Regions from separate parts of the Sus scrofa genome. Here all the other regions are linked to region 1. The links are chromatin contacts, called in public Hi-C and HiChIP or PLAC-seq maps. All regions are on one chromosome and are shown on one strand. The core of a region is the stretch at or near the end of the contact, and the rest is flanking DNA. Distances in the headings are between cores, read along the strand shown. Region 1 holds the start of CBLL1 (E3 ubiquitin-protein ligase Hakai). Region 2 overlaps COG5 (conserved oligomeric Golgi complex subunit 5). Region 3 holds the start of LAMB1 (laminin subunit beta-1).

Region 1 (2,736 bases), core at 85-2,584:
TAAGTTTTGGGTTTTTTTTTTTAAAACTTATTATGTCTTTCCCAACAGTACCTAACCTCAAAAAGAACATAGACTCAGTGTATCTTGTTTACCATTCCATCTTCAGGCCTTGAAGAGTGTGTGTAAGATACACGTACAAAATTAAGTAGGTAGCTGATGACAGAGGACATCCCGACTAATAGTTAATACTGGAAAAAGCCTTCTCTAAGCCTAGATATAACCATACGGAGCAGTGTCTAACTCCAAAGGTACTCATTCAATATCCAAAAAACACAAGGAAGCAAAAGCCAAAAGACACACAACAAAGAGTGGAGCCATTCTTACTTGGAGAAAAGGATGAGAGTATCTTGATTTTAAGCTCAAGATTGATGGTTAAGGACCACAGCCGAAGAGCGGGGCACGCTTTTGGCTTAAGCAGAAAAGCTGCTCCCGGTATGATTCCGAAAACCATATCCGACTCCCTTCTCCCACCTCTAGTCCATGAAAGACCAAGCGGTGACCACCGCAGCACCCGCCCAAAGCTGACTGAGACAGCAGGAAGTCTCCAATCCACTCTCGCGCAACGACTCCCAGTTCAATGAGGCTTCCCCGACTCCGAGATTGGAATCTACCCGCCAGTCCCCATAACGTAGGGCACGGCACCCAGAATGAGGAAAAAAAGAGCCGGCGCTCTCTCCTCCCCGCGTGGCCTGCGCCGCCCGCTGTCCCAGCTCGGAGCTTAGCAGAAACAGAAAAGGAACGGCTGTTGCCGGCACTGAGGCTGTAGGTACCACACCGGAGGGTAGGCCGGGAAGTAGCAGGCCCTGGCCGGACACGGAAAAGGGTCTGTGAGATTTCTTTTTCCCCGCGACACCTCAGTGCTGTGGGGCGAGCGTAACCCCTCTATGCCGGCTGGGCGACCAGTCCCAGGCCGGCCAAGGGGGCATGGAACCGGGACCCCCACTGCCTCCGCCTCCTTACCAGTGTGATCCATGATTCGGCTCGCGGGGCACAGTGGGAGCGGAAGTCAACGGCGCCGGAGTCGCAGGGAGCGCGTGCGCGCTACCTTCCGGAGCCCGAGAGGCGGAAGTGCGACCAGCTCGCCCAGGCTGGGGCCCTTAAAGACGTCTTCCTCTCTCCTTGGCTAGCCGACTCCGGTGAGAGAGTCAGGCATAGTTCAGGCAGAGCGAGAGAGAAAGAGCGAGTACGCGAAAGGCTACACTGTCGAGACTGCTAAAGCTTCCTCTCATGTGCTTCAAGAGGGAGTAGCCTTTAACTGTGGAATGGAGACCGACCGGAACCTAGGAGGAGGGGAGCAGCAGTAGCCACAGAACTAAGCTCGCGGCAGGTAAAGCGGCCGCCCGCTCCGCAGAGCTTTGCCTTCTGGGATATGTAGTGCGCCGCGACACTGGAGCCGGCCGGGCCCACTGCGCAGGCTCGGCCGTTAGGCTGGCCCCACCCCGGCGGGCGGAGTAACGGTTTGGAATCCCCCTGAGTCCGCGAGCGGAGGTCTCCTCCCCCACGGCCAGGAAAACTGTAAACACGAGCTCTGCGCAAGGCGTTCTCCAGTGGGAGGATGCCCGGGGGAAGGTGGAGCTGTGTGAGGCTCTCAGCAAAGCAAGAAAGGCTCTATGCTTACTGTCTACATTTTGCTTTGTCGTGAAGAACTGCAGAGATCCACGCAGAGCTGACTTGAGTATCAGCCCTGATTCCCACCCATTTCTAACGCTTGATGAGCATTCATTTTCTAGGCAGAACGCTTGTGGGGCTAGGATCCCTCCGAACATCCCGCCTAAGGACTGGATGCAGGGCCAGCTGGAGGGCAGGTGCCATGCAGCCGCTTCTTGTTAGAGGAAAGCGGGGACTCAAGTGCATGGTGGAGCTGAGGGTGAGGAGAGCATGTTAGGGCTGGCCGTAGGGGAGAGGTGAAAGAGGAAAGGCTTAAATGAGGAAGAGATAGCAGCATGGGCAGTACCTAGTTCCAGTTCTTGGTCCCGGGGGTTCGTGGTTGCTGCCGCTTTCATCGTCCTCAGCTGAAACAAAAGGCAGGTGCCCAAGAGGGATTCCTGAGGGCCTTCAGTTGGGTCTCCACTTCCAGGCCCTGGCGCATCTGTGTTCACTCCCTTCTCCACCCTTTCACACTTGACGGTCTTGGATGAGTAGAAAGGAGTGCAATTAGTGGAAAACACAAGCTGGGAGTCCAGGGATTTGGGTTCTATTCTTGTTGTCTCTGGGTGACGACAGCATTACCTCGTGTTATTCAGGCTTTCAATGCCAGAGTTCCTAGATCAGAGATTATCGTATTGATCTTTTAGAGAAGTACTTTTGATCTCATGGAGACAGCAGTGAGTGATGGCTTGGAGCAAAATCTTTAATTCTCCGCTCAGGAATTGAACCTGGGCAGCCTGGATGAAAACCGGGAATCCCAGCCACTAGACTAGCAGAGGCTGAAAGCAGAATTGCCCTGATTCTTGCTCCTTGTTGAAAGCAGAGATTTTAAAGGTATAAAGTTTATTGTTGGAAACAGTACAACATGTGGGAGAGCACACAGAATTTTTTTTTTTTTTTTTTTTTTTTTAAGGCCACACTGGCAGCACATGGAAGTTCCCAGGCTGGGGTTGATTCAGAGCTATAGGTGCCAGACTACACCACAAACGCAGGATCCAAGCCTCATCTGTGACCTAGACTGCAGCTCAAGGCAACACCAGCTCCCCCACCCACTGAGCAAGGCCATGAATCCAACCCATATCCTCAAGG
Region 2 (2,736 bases), core at 118-2,617, 460 kb after region 1:
CTCTCCCTCGTCTGTTACCCTCCCAGCTGTGAGGGTCCGACCAGGAAATGGGGAGGGCCCCCCAGGGAACCTGTCCTGAAAGGCTTTGGGGGTGGCTAAGCGGCTGCGTGGGGCTGACGGGGGCGTGAATGTCTGGGTTTGCCAGAGTCCCACAGATGCGCTCAGCTGCAGCCCACTTGGTAATGGATGAGGACTCAGGATTCAGTTACTTGAACGGGGTTCATTTCTGTTCTTAACAAGTTGGAATGAGTTCATCTGCAGCAGTTGTCCTGCTGTGGGCCTATCACAAATCTCTTTTCTTTTGCTTCTCTTTAAAAATGTCTTCTGAGTGATTTGATCAGCCGTGCTGTTGCTAAGCCTGTATTTAGCAACCGAAAAGCTTAGAAATACTCCCAGGCTTTTTGAATAAGGCCCGCCCTTCACTCCACACAGGGCTGCTCTCAGAGCCTTCCTGGCCTGAGCAGCCACTTCAGCCCTCCTCCGGGGATTCCAGCACACGGGGCTCCCGCCACAGCCCCGGCTCTTGGCAAGGAGGGGAGCTTTGTCCTCGAGGGTCTTCTTTCTTATCTGTTACTGCAAAACTGACGTCATCCCTGCATACCGAAGCACCGCTGGATGACTTTCTTGCCCCTCTAGATAAACCCCGGGTGAGTATTGCCCTTTAAATGTCAGCAAGTCGATTTGGCTCTGGGGGCAGCCCTTGCCACACACGCCTCTGCTCCTCCCGGCTGGACATGTTGTCTTAAGTAGGGCAGGTCCTTGGGGGTGCAGCCACTGCTGTGGAACAAATGGCAAGTAATGGACTCTCCTCCGCCTTCCTCTCTGCTTCCTTTTGACACCAGGTATTTCTCTGGAGCTTGAATGGATACTCGTGAAGTTAATTTTTCAAAGCAGAGTGATCACTGATCCTGGGGCCAAGTGGGGTTGGTGGGGAAGGTGGTACCTCCTCCGCCCCACCAGGCGTGTTGGCCCAGGGCGGGAGCGGGGGCGGGGGCGGGCAGGGCAGCCGGGGCAGCACCTGTGGGTCTGCAGGGGTTGAACGTGTTCTCAGCAGACATGAAGACTGAGGTTTTGATGCCGAACTGCGGAAGAGGTAGGACTGACTCTTGATATTGGCAGTGGAGCAGCAACTCTTCTTACTGTGGCCTCCTCACCCTCTGCTTCTCCTGAGTCTGAGCAGAAGACCTTTATGGTGTCAAAACTTCTTAGACTTTATTTGCTTACTAGCGCTTTTCATCCAGACAGTTCTCAGACAGCTCTCAGTCTGTGCATTCTCGGACCCCTTGCCCCGTCCAGGGCCCACAAGCTGGGCACCGTTCCCTTGGCTCCTCGGTGCTTCTGTGGAACCACACGGTCCCTGCTGATGGAGGGTAAGGTGTGGTCTCTCCTCGTGGTGTTCCCCTGGCACAAGACACCTACCGGTTCTGGGAACTGGGTCCCTGAGATGGGACCAAGGGGAGGGTGGAGCCAGGAAAGACCTATGAAGGCACCTGGCAGTGGTTGAGGCATTTATGTATTTCAGTACCAAGCACACTGATATTTTAATACCTGACAAAAATCATTTTGTGTTCCATAAAAACCTCCCCTTGGTTACTTAATATCACATTGGGCAGTGTTACTGTGTTACCACAAGCCCTTCCTCTACAAATTGTTTGCATAATTCCTGTACTAATTTTTTTGTCAATAAGGGTAACTTTAATAATCTTCCTATTTTGGATACAAATCAGAGTTGAGACTCTTATATAATGCTTGGCCTGACTTCCAAGAAAGCTTATGTTTTGCTCAAGCAAATGGAGTAATATGATAATTGCTTAAACATCTTGCTCTAATTTTACATGGGATGATGGCAGCTTTAATTTTTTTTCTCTTCATAGTTCTGATGGTGTTTTTGATGAATAAACACTAACCAAACTTATTTCTCAACTTTCTTCCACATACTGTGTAGTTTATGTAATGTCTTTCCCTTTTAAAGCAGATGAAAGTAAGTGGATTTTTATCCACTTATTAGATAACATGAGTCTAAGCCATTCACTGCAGAATGATTACAGTGTCTGTGAATCTCAGTGCACTCATTTCTTAGACTGATGCATATACACCATCGTCTCAAAGACAGCCGAGGCCCTGGGGATTTCGCTGCTGTGTCTGAATCTCCAGGGCTTACATGTTGGGAGGGGGGCGATTGTGCAGCAATTCAAATAGTGTTCCTGAAAGAAGCAAGTTTTTTCATCGAGGAACATTTAGTTTAAGCTCAGCTCTGACATGAACTAAGGCATCTCAAAGACTTTGTTCTCTAAGGACATTCAGTTCCACTTTGCATGCCTGTACTTTTGAGGATCCCTACACTCAGGTTTCTCTTCTGTTTATTTTCTTCTGTGAGTTTGTCTTTACTCTTTGGGGGGGAAGGGCGGGGGGGGGGTCCTTTTAGGGCTAAACCCGCAGCTGATGAAGTTCCCAGGCTAGGAGTCGAATCAGAGCCATAGCTGCCAGCCTACACCACAGCCACAGCAATGCCAGATCCGAGCCGCATCTGCGAACTATACCAGTGGGCAACACTGGATCCCCAACCCACTGAGCGAGGCCAGGGATCGAACCCGCATCCTCATGGTCACCAGTTGGGTTTGTTAGTGCTGAGCCACACGGGAACTCCTGTCTTTACTTCTCATTACAGTTCTATCTTCCTGTACTTGTAATTCATTTTCTAAATTCATTCACCCTGCATTTGTCAGGCACTAAGTT
Region 3 (2,736 bases), core at 147-2,646, 290 kb before region 1:
AGCCTGGGAACCTCCATATGCTGTGGGTGCCGCCCTAGAAACGACAAAAGGACAAAAAATAAAAAAAATAAAAAATAAAAAAATAAAAAATTCTGAAGACCCTCCATCAAAATCTTGGACCCTCACAAGAGCATTCAGTGCTCAGGGCTGCTGAGCCACAGCCCCAAGGAGCCTGAGCATTGGACGGAGGCAAAAATCTCCCCAGGTTGCAGCAGGGCAAGTGCTGATTAGGTGAATAATTAATATATCACCAAGACCTGAGGCTGCGGCCTCCCTCAGTGGAAACGATGAGATAAACTCAAAAAGCAGCTTACTCTATGGTCTAATGATTAAACTTCCTGGGCCCTATCTCATTACAGCTAAGTTAAATGCCTACCAACTGGCCACTTAAACCCTTCCCCCCGGGATGATTAATTAGAGAACAAAATCTCCTGACTGGATTAACAACTAACTATTCTCCCTTCTCAGAGGTGGGGGTTGGGGGGGGTACTTTTGTCCAGAGGACAAAATAGAGCTCAAGGTCTGATTCCATCCATTGCTAAGGCAGCAGAAGTGGGCTAATTCGCAGGAAGGGGGAATCACACCACCAGCCTTTCTTCCCTCTCCATCCCCCAGGAGCTGGGTCAGAGCGTATTTACCCCTTATTTAACTAGACAGATCAACCACATTGCTGCTGGAGACCCGTCCTTAGCGGACCCATCACCCACCTCACCATCTGTACACCGCGGAGTTCCTCTGGAGGATTTGCTAGACTGTGCTTCGTGGAGGAGTACATCTCACTAGAGACCTCCAGGTGAGCGGCTGAGCCCACCCTTTCATGGTGAGATGAGAAAAAGCATCACTACCAACAGTATCATTCGAGAAATTACCTGAATTGAAGCCATCTATCTGGATTGGGGTAAAAAGTAGATGGGTAATTCAATGCGGTGGCCACCTGGGTGGCAGGAGCTCCAGGCTCGTCCTAAGTTGGTGCGTAGCCGAGAGCACTTCCTTCGAATGAAGACATCAGATGTCGAGCTCAGCCTCAGCGATACCAGGCGTTTCGGGCTTCGCTTCTCAGGAACAAACCAGACAACCGGCTTTCTAAAGGGTTAACTGGCCTTGCCCGAGCGCTCAGAGAGAGTTTACAGCATTGGGCACCTTTACGTGACTCACTCCTTACAAATGTAAATGCACGAGCTCGCGGTAGGTCCGGACCAGCCCCCTCGCCCGTGAGCAGACACCTACCTCCCGGACCAGCCCGGACGCCTCCCGCCCCCAGCGCACTGCTCGGGACGCTCACCCGGAGGCAGCCTGCGCTGGGAATGGGAAGAGCCACAACCCCATCGCGTCCGCAGATGCAGCCTTAAAACAAAAGAGGTACGGGGGAGGGTGGGATCTGGACCTCACCCACTCCCCGCCAAGTAGGGGGCACCCGCCCCCTCCGCCCGGCTCCCGGTGTGCGCATGAGCAAAAGGCGCCTCCCTAGGTTCCTCCCAGGGCGAAACTTTCTAATTCCCTTCTTTGGGCTCCGGGGCTGCCAGGCGCCGGGAGAGCGCTCGTCCTGCCGGGTGAGCAGAACAAAGTGGCGGCTCGATTTTTCTCTTCCCACTCTCCCACCCCCTGCTTCCGTGGGAGCGGCAGGAAATGCGAGGGCCGCTCTCCTCTCTCTGAACATTTGCCTTTTTTCTCTCCACATCTCCAGAAAGGAAGACGGGGAAAAAGAGCCGGCGGCTCGGCGGCGGTGTCCTCCCCTCCTCTGCCGTGTCCCCTCGGTTGCAGGCACTGGACATGGGGCGGCTCCAGGTGTTCGCGCTGAGTTTCCTAGGTAATTCCGAGGAAGAGGTGGGGAGGGGGTGGTGGGCTTAGACGTGGAAGAAGAAAAACCAAGCGGTTGGACCCAGCTTCGTGGAAGCCGGGGGGATCAGGAGAGGGACTGGGTGGCAATTCTGCGCTGGAATTAAACAACAGCTCCCTCGGTGGTGGCCGAGGGCTGCGCGCGAGGATCTCGGGCGACCGACCGCTTCCCCAGGGGCTGTGCCCAGAGCTCCCGGTGCTCCCGCGGTCACTGATCTGTGCTTTGCACCTCTGGCCCTTTCTCGGTGGGTCTCTCCATTGCTGGGATCGTTCTCCATGGTGCGGAGGGCTCTCCAGGAGCCCATTTCCCGGAAAAGTGCCCAAGCTGAGCACAGACTAAGTAAGTCCTGGGAACAGATTGGGGCCATGTGGCTTTAATTAACCATCGCCGTTTGCCCCCGGATGGCGCCAGAAACAGCTGGACGGGGAGCTTCCCTGGAATGACGAATTGTTGAAGCCGATCCAAAGCCGCAGGGACTGTCCACTCATCCCTCGAGAAAGTGGCGTCACCGGCGAGCCCCAGCATCTCTCTTCCCCCGGCGAAGTGCCTGCAACCTCTGAGCGTGCACACACACACTAGCCCCTCCACTCATAAATTTCTGTGTGCGCAATTGCGCAGACACCGAGGATGCACAGGCTGCCAACCGCGTGCAGGCGTGTGGTGTTTGGCCATCTGCCTCCCTGAGCCCAGGTGCAGGCACCTCCAAGTGGCCGGTCTGCCCCTCCACCTTGTGTGGCTGATGCTGCTTCCCGGGACAGATCAGGGTGGGCGCGAGTGTGGGTGGGTTTCCAGGGACCAGTGCTGTCCACTGCTGGGCAAACCTGATGTTCGTTTGTTCTGTTTGGTTCTGTATCCTCCTGTCCACATCCTGCCTTCCCCGGCCTCGCTCATCTCTCCAT

The links. Hi-C and Micro-C count contacts between places; a contact is called where the count stands out from the background. HiChIP or PLAC-seq counts read pairs in DNA pulled down with a chosen protein or histone mark.
Region 2: a contact with region 1 is called in a Hi-C map of retroperitoneal adipose tissue, with 1.8 times the contacts expected there. The contact joins the enhancer-like site here to the promoter of CBLL1 in region 1. A contact is called at or near these places in 16 of 47 Hi-C or Micro-C datasets (alveolar macrophages, embryonic fibroblasts, epiblast stem cells and 8 more) and 1 of 2 datasets of contacts at active chromatin or transcription factors (alveolar macrophages).
Region 3: a contact with region 1 is called in an H3K27ac HiChIP or PLAC-seq map of alveolar macrophages. The contact joins the promoter of LAMB1 here to the promoter of CBLL1 in region 1. A contact is called at or near these places in 1 of 47 Hi-C or Micro-C datasets (heart right ventricle) and 1 of 2 datasets of contacts at active chromatin or transcription factors (alveolar macrophages).

Annotation. Positions count from the first base shown.
Region 1 is chr9:107,454,859-107,457,594 of Sscrofa11.1, reverse strand. It overlaps CBLL1 (E3 ubiquitin-protein ligase Hakai), which reads right to left and starts at 1,334. Exons shown (of 6, transcript XM_003357515.4): 1 at 961-1,334. The coding sequence starts at 973.
Region 2 is chr9:106,997,307-107,000,042 of Sscrofa11.1, reverse strand. The region is part of intron 21 of COG5 (conserved oligomeric Golgi complex subunit 5); the gene reads left to right. Among named protein-coding and RNA genes, the nearest start is that of HBP1, 33 kb to the right of the region's middle. Within about 2 kb of position 1,367, at least 17 of the 83 cell types and tissues checked have an H3K27ac peak or open chromatin away from gene starts, as enhancers often do. A contact at or near this core is called in retroperitoneal adipose tissue, where this site is marked.
Region 3 is chr9:107,745,902-107,748,637 of Sscrofa11.1, reverse strand. LAMB1 (laminin subunit beta-1) reads left to right here and starts at 1,396. Exons shown (of 35, transcript XM_003130269.5): 1 at 1,396-1,550; 2 at 1,685-1,807. The coding sequence starts at 1,771.